Linked DNA regions of Mus musculus: region 1 is linked to region 2. The links are chromatin contacts, called in public Hi-C maps. All regions are on one chromosome and are shown on one strand. Each heading gives the region's core, a stretch centred on a gene start, on an enhancer-like site or on the middle of the called end of the contact. The rest is flanking DNA. Distances are from core to core; before and after follow the strand shown. Region 1 overlaps Ptprt (protein tyrosine phosphatase, receptor type, T). Region 2 overlaps Ptprt (protein tyrosine phosphatase, receptor type, T).

The links. Hi-C and Micro-C count contacts between places; a contact is called where the count stands out from the background.
Region 1: a contact with region 2 is called in a Hi-C map of the N1E-115 cell line, with 5 times the contacts expected there. The contact joins two enhancer-like sites. A contact is called at or near these places in 2 of 484 Hi-C or Micro-C datasets (the N1E-115 cell line and cerebral cortex).

What each region holds. Positions count from the first base shown.
Region 1 is chr2:162,063,832-162,067,122 of GRCm38.p6, forward strand. All of the region lies in intron 7 of Ptprt (protein tyrosine phosphatase, receptor type, T), which reads right to left. Among named protein-coding and RNA genes, the nearest start is that of Ptprtos, 330 kb to the right of the region's middle. Within about 2 kb of position 1,965, at least 3 of the 459 cell types and tissues checked have an H3K27ac peak or open chromatin away from gene starts, as enhancers often do. A contact at or near this core is called in the N1E-115 cell line, where this site is marked.
Region 2 is chr2:161,666,294-161,669,818 of GRCm38.p6, forward strand. The region is part of intron 15 of Ptprt (protein tyrosine phosphatase, receptor type, T); the gene reads right to left. Among named protein-coding and RNA genes, the nearest start is that of Gm35374, 280 kb to the left of the region's middle. Within about 2 kb of position 2,103, at least 12 of the 459 cell types and tissues checked have an H3K27ac peak or open chromatin away from gene starts, as enhancers often do. A contact at or near this core is called in the N1E-115 cell line, where this site is marked.

The sequences.
Region 1 (3,291 bases), core at 715-3,214, 400 kb after region 2:
AATCTATGGCTGACTGAAGCTAAAGATGAGAATTTCAGAATTGTCTGTAGAGTCCGTGCTTAAGACCTTGGGAGTCAATGAAATTTCTGTAAGAGAGAGCACAGGGGAAGAACTGAGTGTAGGGACGAGAACCTGCAAATGTGGCAAAAATCAAGATAGCCAGGGCTGGAGACAGACACTGAGGGAGGGAAGCAAAAGGCAGGACAGGACGAGGGGGTGAAAGTTCCTGCCAAGGGGGATTAAGAATGATGAGGGCTGCGAACCCTCTGTGGAATTGTTGGAGGGAGATGCTGCCTCCATGCAAATCCCATTTGCTGCTGTCAATCCAGATCCCGTCCCACAGAGACTATTTCTGAGAAACAGACTCAAGACACGAAAAAACATCTCTTTCTATAAAATTGGTTCATGGAAACAGAACATAGGCATCGGGATTCTTTATGACTGACAATTTAAGGCCAATACTTATTTTCTGTAATGTTTGTTTTTCTGTATCTCTCCTGGGACCGAAAAGAATACTGCCACCATCAACAAACATTAAAAAGAGAAGAAAAGAAAACCTTGCTATTTGGAGCCAATCTGGAAACAAACCAACAAACAGAAAAACCTCTGGATATCTTTATATAGTAAACATATATCTCCATTACCTATAAAAATAACATTATGCTGGAGATATATAGATGGCATTTAATGTTAATTTACTCCAGCTTTACCTTCTTCCATTTCTGGCACCAATAATCCTCATAGTCTCTTCTGACCCACACATATGCAATGTCCAGCTTTAGTTACTACACATCAAATATTTATCCACTCTCATAATTTCAAATATACAGCCTCTTGTCTATTTCCACAGCTGAACCTCTCTCACCAGACAGAGTTTCTATCTGGACTGGGCAAATACATTATCAGAATCCAAGATGAAGTTGGTGTTTGGTGTGTTGGATATGATATTGGAACCTTGCCAAATGGCAGTGACTGTTTAGCAATGTTTAATTTGGGGTTTGAGGAAATAGCTTTCTACTTCAGAGATAGATGTGTTTTGTGTGTGTGTGTGTGTATATGTGTTTTGTGTGTGTGTGTGTGTGTGTGTGTGTGTGTGTGTGTGTGTGTGTGTTTAAGCCCTTTCAAATACAGGGCATTCAGGGTTGCTTATGGCCAGAACTCTGCAGATGAATTGAGAGATTCATACCCTACAGTGCTGAATCCTTCCTGGGTTCCCATCATTAAGGACTCAAAATGGTACTCAGCAGAAACAATAGGGAAAGAAGAGATTCTGGGAGGCTAGTTATTCACAGGACATGTTACAGTGCTTAGAAATAATTTCCTATAACTCCAACCAGGACATATCATTGATTTGCAGCACTCCTTTAAAAGATTTTTATCACTATTTAAGTGAATGTGTGTGTATCTCTGTGTGTACATGTGTACAAGAGTGCAGTGGGCACAGAGGCCATCGGATTCCCTGGAGCTGCCTGAGATGAATGCTGGACCCAAATATGGGTCTTCCAGAAGAGCAGCAAACGCTCTTAACCTCTGAGCCATCTCTCCAGCCCCCACAGTACACAGTTCCTGCCAGACCAGGGGTTCTCAGTCTCATCAGGGTTAACATTTGGTGGCACATGGTTCTGCAACTGGGGCCTGCCTGCCTTGTACATTTTAACATGCTTAGGAGCATCCATGGCCTCTACCCACACCAGATGCTAAACAATCAAACAAGTATCCAAATATGATTAAATGTCCCATGAGAAGACATCAAAATGGCGCCTGCCCAGCAGATCATTTATTTATGCAACTACACACTGTGGGTAGTGCAGCGTCCTTTTAGATGGTTTGAGGACCTGTCCATCATCTAGGACCAGAACAAGTTGCCTTCTTTCCTCCTTTCAGATAGCTTAATAGGATGTTTAACATCTCACTAAGATTTGTTCATTTCAAAGAAGAATGTGTCCTCATCCAACCCACGCCTGCCCCTGTCCACAGACAAGGCTCCTCCGGCTGCTTGAAGGGTGATCTGCACTGTGTCAGGGATGTCTAAGTAGATGCTTGTTTGACAAACACCGCATCCCACCAATCTGCTCAGTTTCAAAGCCACAGTTTTGTCTGCTGAGGTACTACAATATAAGCAAAGGCTCTGTCTATTAGAAGGGAGGAAGGGCATCTCTGGGAAGAGTTAATTCATCCATCCGCGGGAAATAAAGGAAGGGCTGTGAGTGTAACAGATATGTGCTTTCTGATCTCTGTGGGATGTGAAAAGCCCACAGTCTCTGTTGGCCCACATCTATGAGAAGGAGGGTCCTCAGTGAATTTGTTACTTACCAGCCTAAGCCAGAAAATACTTTATTATTCTATTCCATCACCACCATGCCAGAGCTGGTAAAGAACCTTGTCTGAAGAATTCCAAAGCCTGCCAGTGACATTTCTGAGTTCCTATCTTACCATCTCTGCCATCCTTAATGTACCCCAGCTCCCACCGTCATTATCTTATCTCTGCAAATGTGATTCTACTAGCATGGCTCTCCTTAATGTCCATCAAACACACTTCCATACAGACTGCCAGAATGGCACTTTGAAAGTTCACAGAATAAGAGCATCCATGTCTCTGATCACTAAATACCATAAACGGTATTAGGGAAAACAAACAACAACACGAACCACCATCATGTCCCACAGAGGAAACAAAGATGCTTGGGACAAATCAGTATGAGAAAGATGGAACAAGCAAAGGGACACACGATGTGCTGATGAGTCAACATAGTTTTCAACTAAAATACAATGTGGAGCTAGGGAGATGGTTCAACAGTTAAGAGAACTGACTGCTCTTCCAGAGGACCCAGATTAGACTTCCAACACCCACATGGTGCCTTACTTCTGTTCGCAACTCCAGTCCCAGAAGTTCCAACATCTTCTTCTTGCTTCTATGGGCACAGGCATGCATGTAGTACAGAGACATACACGGGGGCAAAATAGCCAAGCACATACAGTAAATATTTTTTAATTAAAATACAGAAAGCACACAATTCTAGCTGTGGCTTAATTACAGGCTTAAAAGTATTATTTTGCGTTTTTAGATTCTCAAGCATTTAAATCTTAGCAACATCTAGCATTGGCAAAGAAATTATGCAGACCTTGGGCTGCTTAGAAGTTGGAAGTGTAAATCATGCATGATTTATTAAAGGCAGGTTTCATATATTGTATTCTATTGCTTCATAGTAAGTCACCACAGTCACCACAGATTAAAACAACATACAGTGTCTCAAAGTTTCAGGGGTTCTATGCTCAGGACTTTATAAGCTA
Region 2 (3,525 bases), core at 853-3,352:
GGTAGATGGTCCCACAGGTGCCCAGATGTTCAGTTTTTATTTATACAATGTGTAAGATGTTCGATTATATGGGCTGGAAAGGTCCCTAGGGCCTTCACCTCTACCATACCTAGAAACCCTTGTAATGTCAAATCAGAAGATACTCAGTCCCTTACTGAGCAATGCCAGCCACAAGAACCCATGCCCTCTGCAGACAGCCCCTTCCAGAAGCACAGTACCCTGGAAAGGAGGGATGCAGGACACATTAGTTTCTAATTGTGTTCTGTGCTCTAGCACCTAGCTGAGCACTTAGCACCATGTTTTAAGTGCTTTTATTATGTTATATAAATGGATGGATGGATGGATGGATGGAGCCTCCATATTTGAAATTTCCCATAACTTCAGATTCCACACTATTCTGTACAAAGTGGCTGTACTTGACAGACTCATCTGTACTGTTGTAGAAACTGGCTTTGTTCTGCAGGAGTGAATAGCAAGGATTCCCCAGCTTGTACAGCCTGTGCGTGCATCACAATCATCTAGTATGTTTGGGTTGGGCTCCATCCTAGGAGTTTTAGAATTTTGTAAGTCTAGGGTAAAACTAAATATCTGTACCTTTCCAAGTTCCTAGAAGATACTGGGCTCTGTCCTTTGAGATGTACCCATCATAGGACATCATCTCTTGCTCAAGAGAGGAACGGATGCCACCTCTCTGTTCTCCTTCCTCTGTTCCTACCTAGGACCACACTTAGCCCCTCCCACTGTCACTGAGCTTAAGGACAAATACCTTTAAGCAAGATCTTCTACTCTCTTGAGACTTTATTCTAAGGAAATATAAACAATAGTGAAAATAAAGGGCCTAACATAGACAGTAAAGTGACTCTTAACCACTCTAGTTTCTATATGCACTACTTCTATCAACTGTGACATTGTAGATATTTTAGATAATACATAATGTTTGTTAGCATCCTTGATCTCAACCTTCTGGATGCCAGGCCTTCATTACTCTCAGATATCACATTAAAAATGTCTCTGGCTGGGTGTGCTGGCACACACTTATAATCCCAGACCTTTGGAGACTAACGCAGGATACTTCCCAATTGGAAGCCAGTCCATACTACTCAGTGAAACCCATCTTTCAAAAAAGAAAAGATATATAAGCATTGCCAAATATTTTGGGGTCAGAGTGGGGAATTTTTCCTACCAGGAGTACCTCTGTTTAAATGGAAAACTTTCATTTTTCATAGACTCCATCGTGTGTGGCTGGTACCTTAAAAACAGCTTGAAGCTTCATAATAGCACCATGAAGTGCTGGTTAGTTCTTTTTTGTTTTATTGATGAGAAACCTGGGCCCCAGAGAGTTAATTCTAAACTCATAAACTGGGTAAAGGGAGCAGGTGGGTTTGAAGCCCAATTCTTCAGTCTTCAGAGCCTGCTGTGTCTCTCACCTCCTCTGAAGCTTCTATTTAATAGCATGCAATCCTTTAGAGCCTCGTAAATGTCTAACAATAGGGAAGCGGCTCAGTAAATTACAATACTTCCCCTGGATGGAATATTATGCAACTATTAAAATGATGGAGTGCCATTAAAGATGAAAACTCTGTAACAACATGGAAAAATGCTAACTGGGTTGCATTAAGTTAAAATACGAAAAAAATAAAACCATGCCTACATTGTAATCACAACCACTAGGTAGTATATCTGTGTGTATGGCTGATAGAAGAGAGAAGACATTAGGGATAATTTTCCTTTCCTTCCCTTTCCTTTTTTGATATTCATTATTATCAGAGTAGCTTTGTGATTTTTATTTCTAAGTAGTGCCAGGATACTGATGAAACGTGGGCTACCAGGATTGCCACAGATTCGCTGGAATTACTGGAACTTACTCTCTCTCAGCCCATTGAGTGGGGCAAAGGGTTGCTGGCCTTATTTCCCCAAAACAGCAATATCACAAATGTGCTTTTGAACACAGAACCCTATCATTGCCCTGTCAAGCTTCCTTGAAGCACAGCAAGTCGCAGTGCAAGAGACAACTGCCCTGAAGGCATCAGGGTAGGTCACTCAGGGAGCAGGGGCCATTAGGAACATGCAGTCTTAGACTGGCAGACATGTCTGTCTGTTAAAGGCACTGAGCGGTGTGCTGGTCTCATGTATTATGCATCAGGAGTGGTCTGGCACCCTGGCTCGGCCGTGCAGGAGAGGCCTTGCAAAAGGAACATCTGATGAACTGATTGGTATGTCAAAATGTCATTAAGGATAAATTAATGGACGTGTTACTCTGGCTGTAAGAGACAGTGCCAGCAAGACATCAGGCAGCCGGCAGGCTGTTTTCCAGCCCAAGACAGACGGCGGCTTACAATGGAGATTCATGGTCTTTATGCGTTGTGAGATGCTTTGCAGGGAGAAGAATAAACAGAAATGCTCCAGCACTTAAGCGCCATAAAATCACAAGCATGAGATAAATTAATTAGTGTACACCAAGAAGGCGGCTTGTCTGTCTGCACTCTTGGGGAAAGCAAGAATAGATGGCATTGGGCTACAGATGACGGGTCCCAACACCAGCCTCCAGAGAAAGCAATTGAGTTTAATGGGCAATCATAAACTGCAGCTGATGGAAAGATAAGTCTGGTCTGAATTTGTTTTATTTTTTAAAAGGAAAACAAAAATAAAAACAAATCACAAACCAAAAATGATTTCTCCCTACTGCTTCCGAGCCCTTTGTGACTCTGGGTCACATGTGTAGGGAACTGGAGAAACCTAGGAACTGGCTCTCCTTCTATCATCAAGGAGGGAGGATTAAAACACCCCAACACTGCTGGAGCGACTCTTGGGGTATCTTCTAATATCCTAGATAGGGAGTACTTTATTCTCTTGTACCAGGAGGCTCATTACCTCACAGTTAGTCTGCCCCATTGTTAAATCACCAGTATCAGAAAGCTCTTTGGTTTTTCTTCGCATATTTCTTCTTGCAAATAAATAATAAGCTGTTGCTGGGTGCCAGACCCTGGGCTCTCTCTGCTCATAGCCTACATTGGAGATCCGGGAAGATGAAGATCTGGGAAGATGGATGATTGCTAAGAATATATGTCTAGCCCATGGTGGGACCATGGTCCAAAGCCAGGCCTACATCCATCAAATCTTGCCATACCTTCCTGCCACTCAGTTGTAATTGCCAGAACTACTACTCAATGGATGGGCCCTGATTTGAAGAGCAACACAGCCTATAGGAAGGCACAAATATGGGAACTTCCTTTGGGCATACCCTGGGCACTTTGATAAACATCTGGCTTGGGTTTGCCAACCAATCTCTCATGCAAAATTATTTTGCATGGGAAGTAAGTTATTTTTCCACTTAAGACTTACTCTTATTTGTCTTTTGAACGTTAAATCAATTGGAATAATTGTTTTTCAGAATATGCAAACCAATTTTATTCCTATATACTAACAATACACAATGAGGACAGAAATTTCGAAACATCAATGTAACGGCATGGAAAGAATGAGACTTTCAGGCAGAAATCTACAGGTCACACAAAAGACTATACA